Regions from separate parts of the Mus musculus genome. Here region 1 is linked to region 2. A link is a contact called in public HiChIP or PLAC-seq data. All regions are on one chromosome and are shown on one strand. The core of a region is the stretch at or near the end of the contact, and the rest is flanking DNA. Distances in the headings are between cores, read along the strand shown. Region 1 has its middle 14 kb from the start of Gm5833. Region 2 has its middle 26 kb from the start of Atp6v1g3.

Evidence for each region. HiChIP or PLAC-seq counts read pairs in DNA pulled down with a chosen protein or histone mark.
Region 1: a Foxp3 HiChIP or PLAC-seq map of regulatory T cells shows a contact between it and region 2, with 8 times the contacts expected there. The contact joins two enhancer-like sites. A contact is called at or near these places in 1 of 484 Hi-C or Micro-C datasets (neural progenitor cells) and 1 of 115 datasets of contacts at active chromatin or transcription factors (regulatory T cells).

The regions. Positions count from the first base shown.
Region 1 is chr1:138,694,344-138,697,381 of GRCm38.p6, reverse strand. It overlaps the pseudogene Gm8790. Among named protein-coding and RNA genes, the nearest start is that of Gm5833, 14 kb to the right of the region's middle. Within about 2 kb of position 1,456, at least 2 of the 459 cell types and tissues checked have an H3K27ac peak or open chromatin away from gene starts, as enhancers often do. A contact at or near this core is called in regulatory T cells, where this site is marked.
Region 2 is chr1:138,298,341-138,301,661 of GRCm38.p6, reverse strand. No RefSeq gene overlaps it. Among named protein-coding and RNA genes, the nearest start is that of Atp6v1g3, 26 kb to the right of the region's middle. Within about 2 kb of position 1,986, at least 72 of the 459 cell types and tissues checked have an H3K27ac peak or open chromatin away from gene starts, as enhancers often do. A contact at or near this core is called in regulatory T cells, where this site is marked.

The sequences.
Region 1 (3,038 bases), core at 207-2,706, 400 kb before region 2:
AGCTGGCCAGAACAACCCTCAACTGGCGGCAATGTGTTGAATGTATCTTTGAAGAATAGAATTTGTTAAATACATATTACTCACATGAAATGGATTCTATATATGATATATATACTTTGAGAAATATAAAACAAGAAGGTGTTAGTTATTACACTAATTTTTGGAACAGAAGTCTTGCAAATAAAGAAATATGAGGTATCAGACCAAGCGTTCCCATTCCCAGCCACACACTGAAGTCACCTGGGATCCACATTAAAGGTCTGCACTCCACCAGTTTTGAATCATACATCTGATGCCATGCCAAGGAATCCATGCATGTTTAAAACTTGGGGGTGACATTGATACATGTCCAGGCTTCTAGACTTCCCCTTTCTGTTTCCAGTATGATTCTCCCAACTCTCTGCTCTCTGCACAGGACAGTCTTTGAGAAAAGTTATGAAGTGGGTGCTGTGTAATGGAATAGTCAGGAACATCATGGGCAGTGGGAACACAGATCAGGTCCTGTCTGTAAAGAGCTTAAAATAACCCAGGAGTGGTACAGCCGTAGGCAGTGATCATTGCTCCATTCACCAGAAACCTGAGATATGCCTGCAGGTTCTGGTTCTTTCATTCTGGGGAAGGTCCATGGTGACATTCAGAGCTAGGGAGCAAGTGGACCACCATGTGATGGTCAAAGAAATCCAGCACAATAGTTCTAACGAAAAGGTAGAAATATTTCTTGTCTCAGATTCGTGTAGGGAGCCATGTTTGAGGATTTAAGATTCTACAGAGGTGTGGAATGTGAATCTTTTCATTACTGTTGTGGATATACTGTCTCCATTTATTTAAAAATATAAAAGTCTGCTTTCTGAATTGATCCCTGATTTATAAGAATATCATTACAATTACAAATATGGCGTTACTGCTCTTCGTTTCTCCTGTTAGAATGATAGCTTAGTGCTTATGATAATTCTTCCCCGTTTTCCTGCAACTGATTTATCCCTTGTCCGACCCAACTTCCCCACTTGCCATTGCTCCTGTCTCTCCGGACCGCCCACTTCACACGGGAATGTTAATAATGGAATATGTTATGCACGTTTTCATTAGCATGCTTTGAAGTTGCTATTCTCTATAATTAATCACTACCATAAATATTCCATGTATATGCTGTACATATATACTCTTTCTGGGTCACTGAACTGATAAAACAGCTTATTCTTAAGCACGGCTGCGAATCACAGGACATGAGTGAGCTACACGCTAGTTAATAACATGCATGTAGCAAGCAGAGCTCATCCTAGGGTTTCCTGCGGGCTTGAGATTGTTGAAAATCTTTTGTTTTCAAATAGTGCATATGCTGATAAGATCAAAAGTTAGCACGTCATGCTACATTTAATAAGTTCCATTGTTTCCAGCACCTTATATATTTATAAATAACTTGAAAGTATAAATGAGGAAGAGATAAGCTCACCTTGTGGCCTTTTTCTTCAGAGAAAGAAGTGGGTGGCTTGTTTTCTCTAAGTAGATTACACTCAGCCTGTGTCCTCACTAAGATCAAATGACTCGCCAGGTTATTAACTCATTTAGAAACACCCATGTTTAAGATATTTTATGTGAGACATCTTCCTTCTAATGACATTTCTCTTGATTTATAAAGCAGATGGTATTCTCATAAGATTGAGTAAATACGTTCCCATGCATTATGGGAGAATAATTTTATGTAGGTGCAGTCCTAGAGAAGGAGGCCTCCTGATCTTTTCTTCCACACTATTTTGGAGCATCTACTTTGACATTGGAGACAGTCTGCTTTCTTCCAGCTAAGATAAAAGGTTTTTCTGTGTGACAGGATATAACCAAGTCCCCAAATGCCAACACTGGCTCAAAGATACAGTCAGAAATCAGGGCAGGCATAATGGTATTAGGTCAGTATCAGAAGTGTAGACACCATATTTTTACTCTAAGCAGAGGTGATAGAAAAATTGACATTAGAAACACAGCTAGCTTCAGTGAGGTTTGCTCTTCCATCCATCCATCCATTCATGCAGACCTTCAGTCAACATCTATAGGTCACCAAGACCATGCAATGTGTTTCCCTTTGTGAAACTGAAGCTGCAGGTATAAGCAGTCTCTGAAGACAGGTACCATTCAGTCACACGTTTTATTTTCTTAGAACTGTGAAGGAAATGGAGGAAACATGGTACTACGTTAAAAAAATGATTAGAACAAGAAAGAGGTCACCAAACCCCAGAGGCCAAGGCTCACAGCTGAAGTCACAGCTGTATTTGTGGGAGGCTGAGTGCCATGCTAACACAGTACAGCTTTGAGCTACTTGGCTTGGAAACCAGAGAGGTAAAACTGAGTTTCCAGGCTTGCTTTCTCTGCTGTGTTGTCTTGAACACATCAGCCCATCTGAATGTCAGTTTAACTGCTAAAAGCAGATGGCACATAGGAAGATGAACAATGAGGAATAAGATCTACCTCACAGTCATGTTCAGCAAATTGATTTCAGGGTTTTATAAAGATGGACTTTATGACGGCACTAGCAAGCAGCCCTCACCTCTGCAACCTACCCACTCTCCTTCTTTCTCTTCTCTTCCCTTCCCTCTTACCACTGCTTCCCTTTCTGTCTACGTCTTTTTCCTTTTCTTCTTTTAGTAGAACATAGTCATGTTACAGAATAAATGTTCATTAATCCAATTAACCTCACATCCAACCACTACAGATGTCAGGATGGTTGACAAATGGTTTGAACTTGGTTCCCTCGCTTGAGTTGCTAGCTGCAGCTACTCCACTGCAGTACTGAGTGATCACTGGTCTACTCATATGCATGGTTGCTTTTATTTTCCATGGGCATTTCAATGTGAAAACCCTCCTCTGTTGTCTGTACTTGTAAGCACTTCTGAGGGATAAGGGTCACTCATCGTGACCATCATATAGAAGGGGGGAAAAAATCAAGAAGTGTTAGAAAATTGAAATGCCCCAGAAAGGAAATGTTCAGTCAGCTAATTACCCAGGGAAACTAACTCATGGATGGGTGACTGATGGGTTTTAGAATTATG
Region 2 (3,321 bases), core at 737-3,236:
TAAGGAAGAATCATAACTGGTCAAAAAAGTAGAGACCTGTGCATGCTCAGCCCTAAAGCAAACACCTTTATCACCCACCAAGGTTTAGAGAACATCTCAGAAGAGGAGTCAGAATGAGTCAAAGAGCTGGAGGACAGGACGTATTGTCTAATGCCTTCTGAGTGTGATTTGACTTTATACACATCAACACACAATAATCTTGTTATCTGCCCAAGACCTGTATATGAGCAGATTTCCAGCAGAGATGGGGAAAAGGCTTATAAGTTTGCATCCCCAGCCAAGTTGCTATTGACAGCAGGTGACTACTAGGGAAGAGAGAATCATTTTTCTTTGGGTATATGGTTACTTTTAGATCGCCAATGCTCCAGTCAGCATGAAATATACTCAGTGGGTTATTACTACTATTATTATTATTATTAAATAAAGAGGTCATGTGGTTTGGAGGTGGAAGTATGAGGACTGAAGTCCATAAAGAGACAGATAGATAGATGTGGCAAAAAGACAATGCCATGTAAAAGTATGATATTCTCAAAGAATAAATATAAAATTTATAAAAAAGGCCATTGAAATTTGAGGATAATTCCAATATATAATTGAACCTGTAGATCACTTTGAGTATTAGGGGCATTTTAATATTAACTTTTCTCATATGTAAATAAGGAATCTGTTTCTGTGTGTGTGTGTGTGTGTGTGTTTGTCATAATCCTGTTGAGATTGCAGGTGTATGCTACCATACCTTGTTTATGAAGTAGCTTTTAGTTATATATACTTATGCCATTTACCTCATTAACTCTACTAGTAAATATTTTATTCTCATTTGCAAATGGGATTGTTTTTAAATGTATTTTAAAATTATTTATTAGTGTATGGATAAAAATTATTTTTGCTTATTATTTATGTGACTTTTGTGGGTTTCTAGGCCTAATCTTATGTCATAGGTAGGCTTAAGATAAAAAACTTCTTACTTTATAATTTGAAAACCTTTACCATTTGAAAGTCTTTTTTTTTTTTTTTTTTTTTTTGCCTAATTATACTGACTAGGACTTGTCAGGTCCAAAGGAAAATCTACTTCTCCAAATTCCCATAGACAGAGGGGACAAATGACTATCTGTGGATCCTGTTAGCCTATGACTATCTGGACCCTATTAGCATACCAACGTATATGCTGGCCTCTAGGCTTCCTCATTATCATAAGTATCTGTTAAACATTTCAAAGTCCACACCAGCATCTTCTCTCCTTCCTCCTTAAACGTTGCCAGCTCAATGGTTCCCCTCCACCCCAGATATTAATTCTCTTTATAATCCTGCAATTTTTCTATGTTCTGTCTCTCTTTGCACCCCCCTCCCCCCGCTCTGGAGTCTTCTAGATGCCTCTGGCTGTTCTCTCTGCCCCCCTTCCCCTCACCTATCTAGAATAAAACCTTTCCCTTAACCATACCATAGAGTTGTCATATCGTCAATACATATGTTACTATATTGAAGAAAGTATTGGGGTGAGGGTTTGGAGATTTAGCTCAGTGGGAAAGCACTTGTTTACTAAGTGAAAAGATCTGCTGTGTTTGGTCTTCAGCTCAGGGGGGGGGTGGGGGAAAGTGCTGAGACAAGTCCCCTTGTACTTCTCCTGACCTTTAGAAAAGCCGTTTTGAGTTTTCTACCATCTAGTATAATTATCATGGGTCTCAAGGCTACTCAGCACGGAAAGTAAGGGGAAGAGTAGTGTTCAAGGACAGATACTTCCTCTGGGTCAGACATCAATCACTACTGCCTGGCACCATGGAGCAGAGTTTACCATGGTAACTGAGAGAATATCAGGACCTTGAAGTCTTGGCCATGAAATAAGCAAAATTAATACAGTGTTAGGCAGCTCTGTGGTAATGGAAACAGGCATGTTAACGCTCTCACAGAAGGGGGTTGGTGTCAGCAAATCCTCACCTGAGACTTCAGCCACAGCTCCTTCCTGCCCTGCAGCTGTCTGGGGGGTGGGGGCGTGTTAGAACTCATAGGAAGTGCAAGTTTGCCTGTGGTTGGGCTTTCAGTGATACAGCCTTGGTGAGCGATATATCCCCCATGCTGGTGGCACTCTTCTCTGCTATGGCTGCTTCTGAGTTCCCCATGTTTCTCTAACTAAACTCAATAAACTAATGTGGATAGAAGCGCTGCTCTGCTCTGTCATGGCCTTCTCTTGGTGGGTTGGATGTTTCCTCATAACTCTCTATCAAAAGCAATGCAGACAAGAGTGAAGAGTGAGATTGGTACACAATGGTGCTTTAAAAGAGATATACTGGACACTGGGCGTTAACTCTCTAAGAATACCAATAGCCCGAAACATCTGTCTTACACGTATATTTAAGTAGTGTTTTCTTGTATTTCCCTGCGTTTAAACAGAAGAATGGTACAAGAATATAGTGTTTCTTGTTTTTTTGTTAAAAATGCTCTATCAGTTTCATTTATTCTAAAACACATGGTCAGATCTTTCCTGTAAACCACTACTACCAGAAAAAGTACTTTCACAAATTCTGAATCTGAGAACATGTTTGCTTCTTTTACCACATCTACATCTGCCTATGCCTTTCTTTCAAGCTCACCATTAAAAACATTACCCCCACAAACCCTGTAATCATCTGTTTTCATTATGAATTAGCAGTTGTCTGCTTTCCCTTATTTCCAATAGAAATCTGAGATTGTGAAAGATGACCCCACTCAAGCTGTGATCACCTTGGTAAGAGAATCGAGCTTTTACTCACCACAGAAGACACGTTTAAGTGCCACGAGACAGTAGGCTTTGCCCTAAGGATTGTGTTAGCATCACTTATCAGCAAGCTATAGCACCCTACCAAGGAGGTGCCCCATAACTATGTGGCTATAACCTCTATCAGGACATTCCTTGCCCAGGGTTCAGGTTCATGTCTTCAAGTGTCTGGTTGTGCCCACAAGAAGCTTTCCAAGTGAAACACCAAAGGCCTTCCTGCAATCCTGTCTTTGCCTTCAGCCTGGTCAATGGAATATTCACTTTTGTCTATATTCTGCTGCAAGTCTTGCTGACTGAACTAGTTTTAAAGAAACTTCCATCATTTGGGGAGTGCTGTTTGTTTTGGTTGTTTACTGTTTTTTATTTGTTTGTTTTGTTTTTCTGAGACAGTATCTCACTGTGCATTCCAGGCTGGTTATGAATACCCTATGTAGATTATAGGCCTCCAGATGGGATTCCTCTTATCTCAGTCTCCCAGAGGAAGAAGTGTGAAAATCTTTTTAAACAGATCTTGATCTTACAGTTTTATTGCCCTGTAAATGCCAGACGCAGGATGTTAAGGCTTTGGGGTG